Linked DNA regions of Capsicum annuum: region 1 is linked to region 2. Evidence: chromatin contacts called from public Hi-C data. All regions are on one chromosome and are shown on one strand. The core of a region is the stretch at or near the end of the contact, and the rest is flanking DNA. Distances in the headings are between cores, read along the strand shown. Region 1 overlaps LOC107841424 (UPF0613 protein PB24D3.06c). Region 2 holds the start of LOC107841444.

Evidence for each region. A called contact is a pair of places that touch in the nucleus more often than the background predicts.
Region 1: a Hi-C map of leaf shows a contact between it and region 2, with 2.0 times the contacts expected there. The contact joins the enhancer-like site here to the promoter of LOC107841444 in region 2. A contact is called at or near these places in 2 of 5 Hi-C or Micro-C datasets (leaf and placenta).

What each region holds. Positions count from the first base shown.
Region 1 is chr1:172,479,846-172,484,180 of UCD10Xv1.1, forward strand. It overlaps LOC107841424 (UPF0613 protein PB24D3.06c), which reads right to left. Exons shown (of 9, transcript XM_016685350.2): 8 at 4,117-4,181; 9 at 3,467-3,955. The coding sequence ends at 3,808. Among protein-coding and RNA genes, the nearest start is that of LOC107841424, 19 kb to the right of the region's middle. Within about 2 kb of position 2,541, at least 3 of the 5 cell types and tissues checked have an H3K27ac peak or open chromatin away from gene starts, as enhancers often do. A contact at or near this core is called in leaf, where this site is marked.
Region 2 is chr1:172,396,801-172,401,030 of UCD10Xv1.1, forward strand. It overlaps LOC107841444, which reads right to left and starts at 2,122. Exons shown (of 1, transcript XM_016685359.2): 1 at 1-2,122. The coding sequence starts at 1,462.

The DNA.
Region 1 (4,335 bases), core at 1,291-3,790, 83 kb after region 2:
TGTTTTATTCACTGCTCACAGCAGGTACCATCTCTTGGGTTAACTTGTGGTCCTTCGGGGTCGTAAGCACCGTGTAGCAAATAGGGGGTAGTCCCGGGTTGTTACAGGTAGAATGTGACCTTTAGTAATTTGTAACTTCTCTCATTATGTTGTTGTTACTCTCATGGCTATTAGTGTCATTAATTTCTTGTAACTCTTGTAACCTAAAGACTATTGATCTTTCCTCTTTATCACCTCTCTTTATTCTTCCTATTCAATACAAGGATGAATAACTCACCTATAAATAGAGGTGGTCTTACATGTTATTGCATGTATAAAGAAATATGATAAGTGCAAAAAAAATTATGGTTTGTAATAGTGAAAAAGAGAGTTGAGACAAATAAAATATTCTAAGTTTACAACTATATTCACCATACAAAAAGAGTTTTGAGACAAAGAAACTATTCTAAGTCTTTAACTATATTCACTATACAAAGAAAGTAAATATATGTTGAAGGAAGGTGTTCTTATGGTGGAGCTTTGGACTCTTCAACTAATCCAGAGTTGCTTGAGCTGTACATCGTTGATGGACTGTTGTATTCTGGAGGGGACAAGTCACGAGATATACTGTTGGATCGGTGTAGATTATGTCGCAGTGGACTTGAATCTCTTTAAAGAGAGCGAAATATCCATGCCTCAGCCAAAAAGAAGATTATCTTTTTTTCTTCAATTTTTATTCATTTTATTATTTCAACTGTAACTATGTAATTTGTGGTATATTACACTAACATTAATAAAATACTACCCCTGTTTAAAAATAGTTGACCTTTGTTGACTTTAAACTTTTCTTAAGAAAATATTTATTAAAAAATTATTTTATCAAATTAGTTTTATTAATTATGTTTTGAGTATACATACTTCGTTTAGTTATTTAATGATAGGCACAATGTTGGAAGAATATCGTAAAATTTTATTAATTTCATAAATGGAACAATTAAAAAATGAATTCCTATTCAAAGAGTGCATAACCGCATGGATAAGCTCACACTAACCCGTCAATTTGGGATCCAAATTCGAGATTTTCCTTGGGAGGTATCGGGAAGAATTTGAAATGCAATAATATCGATTCATACAGAAGAAAGGGTTCTGTATTGATTCAAACACTGTACCTATGGGATAGGGATCGAGGAAGGGGAAAAATCGAAGATTTCATATGGTACTTTTATCAATCTGATTTATGGAATGAAATATTTATAATAAGAGGATCAACTATTTTGAAACGAAGGGAATAAGTATTACTCAATATAAAAGAAAAGTAGTATTATTAATACGGAATTTATCAACTCTACAGTGCCCTCGGATGACCAAAATGCCTTATAAAGTGACAAAATAAAATATTAGGTTAAAGTTGAAACATAAAAAGTAAAATTCTTGCGGACCAAACATGTAGAATAAAGTCTCTATAACCTTAATACGTTGCTTTATTAACAATAACATTTGAGTCAAATCACAATTTTCCAACATGTCGATTATGGAGTGATATCATTACTTGATATTTATTTTCTTGCACGACATAGTTTAGAAAACGAGAAGAAATCACTTACTTCATTAGTATAATTTTTTTGCTGAACTTTGAATTCGTATCTCTCCTGTTTTGCATTCCACTTGGCAATAATAGATACAATATTTAATATCATTCTATATTAATATATTTTAAAATTCTGCGTATTATATTATAATTGTCATTTGTCGCAGCATTATATTGGTGATGAGAAAAAGGACAAAGCCGTCTACATGACCACCCTAGATCCCAGATGCGGATTCAGGATTTTGACTCTTCGGGTGCCAAGTAAACTTATCGATTAAATTAATCAGATTATTTATTTTTTTCAATTTATAGGATAATTAACCAACCAATTAATTAAGAAAAAAAAGAACAGTAATAAAATGACAACTTAAACTTTTGCCGACGACGATAAAAAATCGGTCGGCGACAGCAAGCAGCAGCGGGTAGCTACCCTCAAGTACATAGAGAAAGGTCGATGTTTGATGATGTGGAAATAATTTTTTTTTTAAATTTTGATGAGAGAGATTGAATTATACCTTTTTAATAATTAAATAAATAAACAAAGTAAAAAAATAATACTATTAATTATACATTTTAGTCAACTAGTATAATTTATATAAGTAAAATTGTCAACTGGTACATTTACGACGCATGTTGCCCTATTTTAATGAACAATGTTTAACAATTTTTTTTTTAAATTGATGTGTTGCGGATCGAGATCAAACCCACGACCTATGACCCATACATTTACGACACCTGTTGCCCTATTTTAATGAACAATGTTTAACAAATTTTATTTTTAAATTGATGTGCTGCGGACCGAGATCAAACCCACGACCCTGACCCAGAAAAGTGGCGCTTTGCCACTTGCAATAAATAGTGCTTTGGTATTGTGGATTGGCAAATTTAATATTTTACTATATCAGTCTCTCTCTCTCTATATATATATATAGCTATATATAGAGAGAATTTCCGTCAAAGTTTGAGGGTGGCGTGCCACCCCACGGGCCTTGATAGATCCGCCGCTAGCTCCCCCGCCAATCACTACTAATCTTGTCAACGATCCTCTAATTATTAGAAATGGAGATTTTTTTCTATCAGCCCATTGGAAAGTGAGAATTTTTTTTCCCATTGATTCAATAAATATGTGTGAAAATAAGCACTAATTTTCAGTAGAAAAAGTCTAATATCCCCAAAATCTTTTATTACCTTTTCATTTCACTTTTGTTTTCAATTGAATTTATATAGTTGTCAAAATTGAATCTTCCCACAATTTCAATTTTCACATCTAATTTATGAACCTAACGCAATTTATTTTAATTTTTTTACCCATCACACTAAAATCTTCTCAGTCAACAGCATATGGTAAGTTAATTATCCACAATCTTCCCACTAAGAATCTTTCCACAATAATGCAGTAGAATTTCGTCTACTTTTATCATTGTCTATCGGGCATATAAAAAGTATTTAATTTCATGTTTGATTTTAATCTTTTATTTAAGTATATTTAATTCAAATATTTTTCATATCACAATTTTTGATACTTATTTTTATATTGTTTTTAATGTAGGATAATAATCTGTAGATAAAGTAATCAAATGACAAAGATGTCATCCTCCAAATTTCCCTTCTCGGGTCCTTTAAGAATGCTAACGTTAAAATTTTATCCAAATTAATTTAATATAAAATTATATACTTATATACAAATAAGAACCCGTTTTTACTATGAAATATTTAGATCCATAACATTATCTCTACCTCACATGAAACCTAGGATGTATCTCCCAGTAACATGTTTGGTTCTTACCGACATTCCGTACTCCACATGAAACAACCAATTTGGCAATTCCATATGCTACTCCCTAGAAACATGTTCTATATTTATTGACATTTTAGTAAGGGTTTATATATATAACCATATTTCACGTAGAAACATATGGGTTCAAATGAATCTATAGCCAAAATGTTACATTCGCCTCTACGGCATGTCTCCTGCTTTCAGATAAAAGATCAATGATTCAAATAAAAGGGAGACAGATATTCAATTCCCACTGCTAATTTCTAATCTTGCAGAGTAAATTACAAAACTCATGAAAAAACAAAGAATGGAAGGACGATATGTTGTTCTAGACTACCATTTCACTTGGTAAAAAAATATTTGTACGCCCATCTACCAGCAGTGTACATATAAATGATAGGTTACATGGAAATAAAGAATATGAAAGGCAAAAGTAATTCATTGAAGTTGCAGGATCAAGCATTTAGTTCCATGGATCATCCCACCCGCTTGGACCTTCTCGTTTAACAAAGCTCATTATAGCTTCAACAGCTTCTACGACTCTGTTCGATAAAGAATGGTTCCCATACTCAATTTCAACTTTTTCAGCACCACCCATTGCTCTGCACAATCTGCACAAGTTTGAAAATGCATACACAAGAACTATGGTCAAGTAACCTTGAGGACGCATGAATAAGAACAAGAACGCATCGAAAGTGTCGGTGGAAGAGCATCACTGACATCACTATAATCACAAACTGTAAAGGATTTTTAGCAAGGTTTTTGTGCTTGCCTATCAACCAATGCTTTCTTGTCAACATAATCTGGAATGTACTCATCACCCATGGAAAATATAACCTGCAGAGAGCAGGCGCGAATCAGAACACTGCCATGTTATCCTTGTAAATTGATGGAGATTCTTAGGTCCCAAGTGAACAATGACACAGGGTGGGGGGTGGGATGTTACAAACTACGTGCACTAAAGCTACCGCTATGTGCGGTGTCCGAGGAA
Region 2 (4,230 bases), core at 872-3,371:
CAATGAAATGCCTAATATTAGGCCAATACACTCCATCATGTAACCCCGAATTCATGATAATAGTGTCTGGAACAACATGTCCAGAGAAGTACCCTTTCAAAAGTTCTCTATAGTCAGCATCTTTCAATGAATTCAAGCCTTGATAATTGCCTGTCTGGTTATGATGCCCATTGAAAATGTTCGTAAATCGAATTGTTTGTGATGGATTCCTTGGGTTGCTGATGTTCAAATCAACTCTCCTTGGAACGTCCTTTATATCATTCACATCTAAAATGAAATTGAGGATGTTTCTCACTGTGTCACAGTGATTCGAATCGCCCCACCAGAAAATCCAGCGATCCTTCAAACAATTCCATGCTTCTTCACTTGAGAACATCTTGAATGAACAATGTGTTGAATACACCCAACCATTGCTTTCCAAGGACCCTAGTGGACCATCACACCATGGTTTTTGGCATGGAAAATTTGGTTCTTGGCATCTGTATCGCCCATCATTGCTAATTGAACAGCTATCATTCTTGGCATGACGAGTCCATCGACCAGACCAAACATCTCTAATAAGATCTGACTTCTTGCACTGAGATATTTCAGGTAAATCAATGGAGGACTTGGAGAATTTGACTGGGATCACGCGCAAAACCTTGTCAAATGCAAATCTTTCAGGCGAAAACTTCAAGCCTTCATGATGTCGAAAGAGTAAGATAATCGTGAGGTTATAATCCCCAGAAAAATCAGGATGAACTTGCAGGGAAAACTGGTAAGTACCATTGCCTAAATCTTTAATTGGCGGCCTAGACTTCCATGTTTCACCAGCAATATCAGTTTCGAAATAATCACCACCCAAACAATGAGGCTTCCCAGAAGCATCCAATGCATGAAAAACAAACTCATGAATATCCCCAGTTGACAACTCAATGTTCTCACGACCATCCAAAGCAGGGATTTTTACATCCACAGTTCTTGATTCCCTACATGGCTCTCCACCAGGAGCCAACCACTTAGTAAGTAGATTTGCTGAAAAGTTTGCCTCTAATTCAGCTGAAATCCACCTAACAACTCTTGGGGTCAAATCTGACACCATTTCAAGGCTAAAATCAGTGGCATCACCTTGACTTTCGGTCAAATTTATCGGTTGAGGTTCAACTTTAGGAGCCAGATTTTTTCGTGGAAAATCTTGGTTCAAATTCTGGAGAGCAATTACAGAATGAGGTCTAAGAGAAATATTGGTAAAGCTGAAATCTTTAAAGCTAGGTCTAAACTCTCCTGAACTACTATTCGCCTTCAACAAAACAAAATCTCTCTGGAAACTACCCACAGTGACACCATCAATCCCCCACACAATCAAGATTCCAAGAAAAACACCCATTGTCAGTATCTTAAACCACCATTGAACTTTGGGGTTGTTAGACCTCATAACCCACCCAACATTTCCAGCTTTCTCAGACATCTTACAAGAAAACATATTGTAAATGTTCGCACCAACCCACCAAAACCCAACACCACAACTATACAACCCAACCAAGAATGAGAAAAATGACGATTTCCCCCCAAATCTTTGAAAAAGAGCAGAACCAACCAACAAAAAGCCAACAGCTAGAACTGTACAAACCCACCAAGAATCTTGAAAAGCCTCACCTACTAGGTAAAAAAGAGAAACTTTTTTACATTTAAGTTTCTGAAAAATAAAAAGAAATCAAGAAATGCCCAATTCCTTTAACAAGAAAATAAGTAGGCCTAGGCCAATTGGGACTTCTTTTCACTAAAAATGTAGTGAAAAAGCTAATGTAGTGGAAATAGTTCGAAAAAAAAAAACACCAAGGTTGTCAAAGTTTTTATGCAGCAGCTGAATGAGGAGAGACAAAGTAGAAGAAAGAAAATGACAAGATATGGACAATGAAAAATGAGGAAGAAGAGGATCCCAACTACGGTACAAAAAGTTGTTAGTGAAAATATTAAAGAGCTTACTGGATAAAATGTACTACTATATGTTGTCGTATTTCTAATATTCAATAATAATTTAAATTTAAAATATCAATTTAACTCTTAACATCATGATTTAAAATACATATAATTATTTTAAAGAATAAATTTTAAAATATTTTTTTTCTATTTCAATATCAAATCAAACAATACAGTACAAACAGAGAGTGAGAGGCTATAAAAGAGCTGTTGCTTGTAGTGATTGATTGATATTGTCAATTGTTGATAATGCCCTTAGGAGTTATGCAAAATTACAATTATTGGGACTTCACCGACAGACACGGAAATGGAATTTTGAGCCGCGGAACATGGAACTTTATCCCAGTGGCCTTACCGGAGCATTATTATCTTCTTGAAATTATATCAGCTACGGTGGCTCGATGATAAGCTGCCACGTGGAACATTATTCTATTTTGATTATTTATGTTAATTACAATAATTACGCTTAATTTTCTCCTTGGTTTGAGTAGGAATCAATATTTTCTATAATAAGTTTTGAGTTAGTTATATGAATCTCAATAGCTATTTTTAGACTCTAATTAATACTAGAGTTTGTTATAAATTAATTAATTTGAGTGCTCTTTCCTTATGAAGATATATTAATTTTCTTACTTTGAATAATTTAATTAATATTTTTTCTCTACAAAGTCATAGTATGATATGATTATATGAATTTATTATGTTTTGTGTTTGTCAATTTACATATTTAAAAAGTATTAAAATATCGCATTTTCGTAGATTTTGTAATAAAAATACTTCTATAGTGACTTATCTAATCTTAGAATTCTCTAATTGTGGGACGGTAAAAGGCTAGCAATATTGTTAAACTTAGGAAAGAAACTCTCCATTTATTTTCTTACTTAGAGATATACTTGTCTATCGGGCCGGTTTGACCCGGTCCGAACTGGCTCAAGCCGGCCCACCATATCAGCTCAGTTTGATTTGATCTGGTCCGATCAATCCACGGGCTATAGGGTATCAGGTATCGGGTTGGGTTAATTTTTTTTTGCCCGATTAACCCGGTTCGGATCAAAATCAATTCAGGTCCGTCGGTTAATCAGCTCGGTCCGGTTAAGAAAAAAAATTTAAAAAAAAATGAAATTTCTGAAAAAATAGTCGTTGGCTCATTATAGCCGTTGGGCCCAACGGTAATATAGCCGTTGGGAACCAAAACGGCTAAAATTCCCTTTTTATTTTAAAAAAATACAAAAAATATCAATTAAATTATTTTTTAAAACCCAAAAAAGTTCCTATAAATACCCTACACTTTCAAATCATTTTCCACACAATTTTTCATTCTCTCAAATCTCAATTCTCAATTCTCAAATATTCTATATATTTAATTTCCTAAAGTGTTCACTTTAATTTTTTAATTTTGTGATTACAAAGTACGAGTGAAAGTTTCTAAAGTCGCAACCTTCGGATACTTTCAAAATTTGGTATTGTCGTTCCATCTATTACGTTTAATTTTTATTTAGTGTATTAATTATTGAATATTTAATTTTATTATATCTGTTTATTTTGAAATTTTTTTGTTTAATTTATATTATGGATAAATTAAGAAACTCGCTACTAAAGGTGTTAAAAAAAATTGTCCCAAAAGTGGTAGTGATAGTAAAAAATGAATTACTAGCAGTAGAGATACTTCAAGTAGTAGATATGTTTATGTGCCTCCGGCACTGCTTAGTTAACCTTTTGAGGAAGAAGTAGGTGTACCATTAGGTGTAGGTGCCCACGATATGAATTATGTAGAAACTCAGAAAAATTACGGTATAGAAGAAGAAAATGAAGTAGATGCAGTTAATTTAGACGAAGATGATGAAAATATTGGTGAGACATCCGTATTACAAAATGCTAACGTTAGATCTGAATTGGTTAATTCCCCTCCCCGTCCTCCCCGTGCCCCAAGAGCTCGTAAACCAACTAGTATTGCATGGCAATTTTTTGAACATATATCAGATATTGAGGTGCAATGCAATATTTATCAACAAATATATAAGCATAAAAGAGGAGGCAAGCAACGGGGTACGGATACGTTAATGAGACATATAAGTGACAATCACGACAGAGAGTTATTTATTACAAAAGGTGGTCAGGATGTTGGTGGGCCAACGCAAACTAGATTGGACCCAGCAATCGGTCAGGTAACGAAAAACTATGATAAATTGAGGGACCGGGAAGAAATAGCTAAAATCGTAGTTGTGTGTTGTTTGCCTTTTAGTTTTCCTTTTACTAATGTCTTTATTCATT